Linked DNA regions of Sus scrofa: region 1 is linked to region 2. A link is a contact called in public Hi-C data. All regions are on one chromosome and are shown on one strand. The core of a region is the stretch at or near the end of the contact, and the rest is flanking DNA. Distances in the headings are between cores, read along the strand shown.

Evidence for each region. Hi-C and Micro-C count contacts between places; a contact is called where the count stands out from the background.
Region 1: a contact with region 2 is called in a Hi-C map of epiblast stem cells, with 3 times the contacts expected there. The contact joins the promoter of ZNF462 here to the enhancer-like site in region 2. A contact is called at or near these places in 4 of 47 Hi-C or Micro-C datasets (embryonic fibroblasts, epiblast stem cells, fetal heart ventricle and 1 more) and 1 of 2 datasets of contacts at active chromatin or transcription factors (skeletal muscle).

Annotation. Positions count from the first base shown.
Region 1 is chr1:248,027,123-248,030,697 of Sscrofa11.1, forward strand. It overlaps ZNF462 (zinc finger protein 462), which reads left to right and starts at 2,014. Exons shown (of 13, transcript XM_013993738.2): 1 at 2,014-2,468.
Region 2 is chr1:247,109,761-247,113,551 of Sscrofa11.1, forward strand. No RefSeq gene overlaps it. Among named protein-coding and RNA genes, the nearest start is that of TMEM38B, 140 kb to the left of the region's middle. Within about 2 kb of position 2,136, at least 12 of the 83 cell types and tissues checked have an H3K27ac peak or open chromatin away from gene starts, as enhancers often do. A contact at or near this core is called in epiblast stem cells, where this site is marked.

The DNA.
Region 1 (3,575 bases), core at 764-3,263, 920 kb after region 2:
GTTTAGACTTTGACTCATCTTCCCTTTTCATCTTTGTATCCCCACTAGGTTTCAGCTCTGAGTATGCCATGTATTAGATGCTAAACAAATATTCAATAGCTGACTGATATTCCACACGAATGTTCTATATTACAGTAACTAGTTTGATAGAACTGTCAAGTTAGCTTTTACTTATGGGAAAAAGAGTTTTGTTTTTTTTTTTTAATTTTAGAACAATTGCTCTTGAAACCTCTTCCTTGATATCCAAAGGTATATATATGCAAAGATTCACACAGGGGAAGTTTAACATAAGTTATTGCAATTTCTTTTCCTTTGAGAGCTTTTCAGAATCATGAATTATCCATGTTTGTCTTCGTTTAGTCACATCTCCCTAGATATGGACACTAGTCAACCAGTTACATATGTTTAGATTTGGGTTTATGAGAATATGTTGATTTTTCTGTAAGGGATCAGAAAGAAGGTATGTTAGTGACTTCACATTTTTGATATCTGGAGAGTCTAAAATTATCCAATTTGAGGTCTTTAAAAGAACTTTATAAAGATTAATTTCCAACAAGAGTTAAAAGATTTGTAAAATCCAAAGTAAATAACCTGTTGACAATAACAAACTCAAATAGTAAAAAGACTATATTGAATTTCTTGGAAAAGGTGTTTTACATAGGAAGGAAAATACCACCAAGTTCAAGAAGTGTGTCACAATGCAGTCAATTGTTTGAAGATGGGATAATTAAGACTTCTGAAAAAGCCATACACTCTTTTCATCTACTCTTTGTTTTGCTAAAATCATCAGCTTGAACAGTTTTCCAGCTGGAATTTAGAAAGTGGGGTTATAAACTAGAATATTTTTAACATAGTTTTCAGGAAGTAGGACTTTTCCTTTTTTATATGCTATAACCTAACAATGACATTAAAACATCTATTCACGCTTGTTTCAGTTGAAATTCTATCTTTTTAATGTAGCCTCTGGACCAACTCTTCTGTCTTTTCATAATTCCTTCCTGCAGGGGATAGAAGTCCTCTTTTCTCCCATAAACACTTTTCTTTGAGAGGTTTGGGTGCTTTCCTTTTCTAATCTTTTAAAAAATTTATTAATTTTTTATTGAAGTATAGTTGATTTAGAATATTGCGTTAATTTCTGCTACACAGCAGTGATTCAGTTATATACGTATACACACATATTCTTTTTAAAAAATATTCTTTTCCATTATGGTATCATAGGATATTGACTGTAGTTCCCTGCGCTATATCCCAACCTTTAAAAACCAAAATGATTTATAGACTATCCCTATCCTGCTAGAGTTGGGCAAGTAAGAGGATCATATTTGCATGGGTCACTCTGATTGTAGGACTCCACTGTTTCTTGAACTAAAATTGCAAGATTTATTATTCTATTAATGCTCATAAAGTCACTCTTTTGATGAGCCATAATTTCCTTTTATGAGGAGTCTGTATGCCAGTCACCATGATAAGGGAGAAGAAAGTCTAGACTTCCCACATATTCATATTTCCTGGAACATTAATAAAGTCTTGAAATCCCATATGACTCCAGGGGATAATGGCATAGGGTATAGTAACAAAAGGCACATTTCACGGGAGTCAACCTGTCCCTATGAGACTTCCCTCACATTGTTGCCTGTGTACAAAACCTAAGCTTTTCCATTTTAATTAAAAAATTTAGAAATTAACCCTCCTGGTGGAGAAGATAACCCATCAACTAGGCTTGTATTATCTTTCGCATATTCTTAGGGAATTAACTAGCAGGAGGTGTGAACTTTCTCCTGCTTATCTTAATGGTCCGCTAATGGCAAAGCATAATTACAGTTACTTATGGGCCAAGTTTGTCAAGGTTTTCCCTAAAACCTTTCCTTGACGGACCCAGCTTTTATTTATCAAAATGCTTTCCTATCATTTGAAAGAAAACTTATCCCCCATAAAAACAAGCAAACAAAAAGTCCACTCCCCTACCATGTTTAATTACTTTCAATTATTTTAGAGGGGCAGTTAAAGCACTTGTGACTCCAAAAAAATCGAAAAATTTGTGTCTGGCATCATTAATGGAAATCTTAGCTTTCCCCCCACTCAAAAGGCAGGGCTATGCGGGAGTTTTGCAGTAGTTTTGCTTCACGGCTTTGGGAAGTCGCTCTGCTTCTAAATCATAAGATGGTCTTCTGCAGACGATCCTGTGTTTGGAATGGAAACTTAGCCATTATACCTTCTGCCCCAAACACCCACTTGAGAAGCCCGAAAGCCATCTATCTCCCCATCGGTCTCCGGATCTCCTCGCTGCCTTTGTCCCTTCTAGACGTGGAGGCTTGGAGAGGAGGTTTAGTTTCCAAGGATTGGAGCGTTTGAAGGGCGGGGCCATCTCCAAGTCCATCTCCCCTTTTTGTCCTCTTCTCCTGGGACGGGAGGGAGGAGCCAGGTCCCCCCGCGGCCGGTTCGGGAGCTCTCCATCTCGGTCGCTCGAGGTGAGTCTGAAAGGGCGGCAGCCCGTTTAATTGCTGCGCAGGTTAATTTCTCGAGTTCACCGCAGTCGGTCAGCCAGCCGCTCGCCCGGTCTTTGCCAAGTGGGTTTATGAGGTCTGAGGCGTGTTGGGGCGCGCTCACGTTCTCGCGAAAGGCTCCTCCCCAGGGCTCATTCCCCGACTGCGGGAAGCCCTTTGGTGCCCCAGGAGCCTTGAGTTTCCTCTGACCTCGTCTCTTCCTCCTCCCTCTGCACCGCCGGGTTCCCTGTGTCCCTGCCCCCCGCCCCCGCCCCCGGGGAAGGGCGGCCCCCATCTTAGGACTTCCGACCCGAGCCAACCCTGAAGGCACCTTCACGTCGATGAAGATTTTTATCACAACCTCCCAAACCCAGCAGTAATAGGAGCTTTCAACCTGAAATACGATTGTTATTTTCCCGGTGCAGAGCTTGACAGAAAAAGTCAGCTATTTATTAAAGACAAAGAGGTAAATTATCAGCTGGGGCACTGAAGGGACGGCGGAGACCGAGCGCGCTTCTTCTGGTTGCCACGAGGAATTTATGGGGGAGCCGCGACCGGTGCTCAGACACCCCTGGGGTCCCGGGGGAGGAGCTCGGGGCAGAAGGGCTTCCCCAGGTCCCTCCAGGCACCTGGAAGCCGGAGTCCTCCCAAGTCTGTACAAAGCCAGGGTCATTTCAGTCCTGAACAACCTCACCGTCTTCCTCTCTCCTTTCTTCTGCTCTCCGTTCTTTGACTCCCGTTTCCCTTTTGCCTATGAGCTTTCTCCTCCTTGGTCTCCTCTCCTTACTTTTTCTCTTCGCACTCCTCGCCTCTCCTCTCCCTCCCCCTCCTTTCTTCTCCACCGCACGCGTAGAGTGTCATTTATTTATTTATTTATCACCCCCGCCATCAACACCCTTTTAGGGCTCCCAAGCTTTTCAATGTGAGTGGGAGGAGAAAAGGGCAGGAAGTGTTGACTGGAAGAGGGTGAAATCGTGCCTCTGGGTGAGAGATTCTACCCTGGAATAAACGATTAGGAAACGCTTGGAAAATGAGAATTCAGATCTGTTTATAAAACCCCGCTATCTGGTGGGAACCAACTCCTCGTGCGTC
Region 2 (3,791 bases), core at 886-3,385:
AAGAGTGCAGATGTACATATCTTAAATCTAGTTCTACTTCTGGAAGGGGCGCTTGATAGGTAGGCAGCAAATAGAACCTTCTTGCCAAGAACACAATTGAGCATTCAAGAGACTGAATGGTTGGTGTCAAAAAATAAAGTTGGAAATTTATTGGAGGCAGAATTAGGTGGATGGTTCCTTTATAATGTCCTCACTCTCTTTGAGTGTTGATTGAACACAAGCTCCAATTTCAGAATTTCGTCTGCTTGAGTTTGCCTCAGTCTAGTTTGACAACAAAGCTGCCATTGATTAAGAAGCATTTCAATTCATTAGCTAATTATTATTATTTTTTCAATGGGTCGAAACAAGTTTGGACACGCGGATGGTGGCTAAATAGTGTTCAGCTGGTTCTGGATATTTGTTCTCTATGAAACAAAGCCCTAGCTTTTTTTTTTTTTTTTTTTTTTCCAGTGAAGATTTGCAGGTTCCACGTGCTGGTTAAAGAGAACAATTGGGTCATGCAGCTTGCCTAGTGCTCAAGGGGTATCATGTCTGTCCGTGAGGGGTGCTCTGTGGCAGGATAAGGTTGCAGTGCATAGCTTCCCACTGAGAGAAATGAGATTGTATGTGTTCTGACTGGAGTGGCTGCTGGGCTTGGGAGACACTGAAAATCTAATTAAGTCACACACAATGTGCGTCGTTAGGGTTGGGCATGGGTAATGAGAAGCTCTGTGCCCTGGGTCTGCATTCATGTGGAGCCCAAGGAATGCCATGGGCACCAGAGAACATGAATTATGCTGTAGGTAGCTCCAAGCTATCTGAGCTAAAATTGACTCTCCAGGGTCTGGAACCCAGTCCAGATTTCCTTGTGCTTTTGTGCTGGGAAATGTGAGAAAGGGAAGAGAAGGGGCACCCTTGTGATGATTTCAGATGCTTTCAAAACTCAGAACTGATTCTCCCAAGTCATTTTTCTTCATGCATCCAGACATCTGAACAATGCATTCCAGAGTCGAATCTTGGGCTTCCATAGCAAGTTATCCTGAAATTAGATACCATTCTCAGTCTTGGCAAATGTATTTTTCATGACCTCAGATAGAGATCTGGTGGGGTCTTTCCTCTCGGGGGTGGGGTGGTGCTGGAGGAATATCCTGATGATGGTGGTCTCAGCATGGGGATGAGTATTAGACAAAGGATGAGGATGGTGAGTGTGTGTGTGTGTGTGTGTGAGAGAGAGAGTGCTCTCGAGCAAGAGTGAGCAAGAGAGAGAGCAGGAGAATATGCCTGGTTCTACGAGAAGCTCTGGTAACAGGTTTCTGGGTAAATGAAAGTTGTATTGTCTTCCATCAGAGATGACTTGAAAATAAAGTGCTTTAAAGCTAATACTGCAGATGTCTGCAGGAAACTCAGCACCACACCACACACTGTAGTTAGATAGCTGTGCAAAAAAGTACATGAAGGAAAGGGCTAATGTGCAATACTTCTATTTAAGATAGAAGGAGGAAATAGAAATTGTGATAGCATGCTATTTCAAGTAATAATAGAAAGTACTTGATGTTTACATGGTGAATGGATCAATACTAATTCTGTAGTCAGTGCACATACAGTAGTTTGGATTATACAAGTGATAGATGCACTCAGTATAGCTGAAATTTCCACCCTGCAACATTTATTTCTTGCTGCGTGTTAGATGGAATTTTCCACCCAACTATCTGGAAGGATTTGCATAAGAATGGTGATAGAGCAGTATTCTTTAATGATGTGCTTTTCTTTGTTAAACTTCAAAAATGTCTATGGTGCATGATGAGGTTTGGGTGAATTGCCAAGCTAATGCTTTTATATTTTCTTTAAAGAGCTTATCTTCAGTGTGTTGTGGGAGTTACTTTATATTATGGTTATAAAGGCAGTGGCAGTAAAGCTGAATTTGTAGCAATCCCCAATAAATGCCTCCTCCTCCTCTAGGGCTGGGTCTTGCTAAGAAGGGAACTGGGGGGAGGCTGGCACTGGTTCAGCTGCAGTGAGTCCCTTGGATTTGTTTGGTGTTCTCATACCTGGTTCTGCTCACCAACGTGTGAGGATGCCATTCTCCAACTCAGACAATGACCTCTTGTTAGCCTAAACCAGCACTGTCGCTGCCAAAGGGGCTTGAGATCAGCCCAACTGGAGCTCTCACGGAGGAGGAGGAGGAGTGGAATTATTCAGATCAGAGTCTGGGAGCCCCTGTGGTTTGGAAAGTGACCTTTTTGTCCTCCCTAAAAGAACCTAATGTTTACAATGTGAGGAGGAAAAGGGACTGGAATCTTGGGAATTCTAGGAATGCAGCCTCCAAGCAAAAGAAGATTTCCTTCCTGGGTTGTGCCCTCAGAGGCTCTCCAGATTCTGCACCATGCAAGGATTTGCAAGCACAAAGGTGGAAAAACAAAACCCCAAAGCTGGAGCCTGCAAGAGTAGTCTAACAGAGGACTTCACATTAACCTCAGTTTCAATGAAACAAAGACTTTGAAAGCCAAGAATGGAAGGGAACTTAAGGTCAGGTCACCTAATCCTACCCTTTGTCTACTGCTTGAGTCTCTTTCCCAACACAGCTTTGCAGCTCACTGATCATCAGTTGCTGCTTGAATACCTCTTAAGACAAAGAACTCACTTCCTCTAACAGTGAGGACAGCAGTGACATTGTACGGAAGACTTACTGTGTGTCAGGTTTGTGATAAGCCCTCAAGAGTCATCATCTTATTTAATGCTCACAACAACTTTATGAGTACTAACTGCACCACCAACTTTACAGATGGAAGCTGAGGCTTAATTCCTGAGAAAGGAATTAAGAGCATGTGTTCTTAACCCCTGTACCCCCTTGCCCAGGCTGTCCCATCAATGGCAGCCCTGGTTGCTAGCTTCTGGCCCTTGGAGACACCTGGAGTACACCTTGCCAGTCTTGTGAATGCTTAGCCTTTCAACATTTGAGGCAGCCTTCCTAACCCTCAACCTGCCTCCCAGTTTTCCTTTTTTTCCTAGTCCATGCCAAACACTGCCCTTTGTCTCTGTTTGGCCAGTTCCTCTGGACCAGTTCCTGCTGACCAGTGCTCTTCTCAAAACATGTGTCATTTCCCTATCAAACATGTTGAAGAGACCTTATAATTGTTGCTTTCTGTTATTAGGCAACAGTGGGCTTTGTTGGTGACACGGAACCACAGAAGGCCTCTATTCTGGGTGTGGAGGGAATCTTTCCAAAAAGCACATGGTGAACTTTTTCCACAGCATTTTCAGGGAGAAGGCTTTTTTAAAAATCCAGAGCATTAAAATTAAGCCAGGGTTGAGCTTCAATGTCATTGCTGGCGGGGAAGTCCATGTCAAAGAAAAGGGCGCAGCCTTCTTGTAGGGAGGGCTCTGTGGTCCTCCCAGGCCCTGGGGAGGCAGCTGCTCTTGGATCTGACCCAGCCTCTGACCTGGATTCTCCGAAGCTTGCTGCCATGTCCCCGTGACCCTCTGCGTTAGCCTCCCAGCCTGTGAAAGGCGTTCATGTTGTTGCCACTCTGGCCTCGTGTTTCTCACGTCAGGGAGTTCTGACTCAGAATCCCACAATCTGCCGCTTGCTGTGTGACCTTGGGCAAATCCCTCTCGTCTTTGGACTTTAGTATCCTCATCTGTAAAGTAGAGGTCAGTACGTCTTCTTAACAGCGTTAAATTAATTAAACAAGGAGAACATTAGCCTGAGCTGGCTACATCAGCAAACTAAAATCTAAGCCTATAAATGCCTCAAGGCTACAATCAAATCTGCTGAGGACAACCAATCAAAAAGGCCAACAACTTAAGCTACA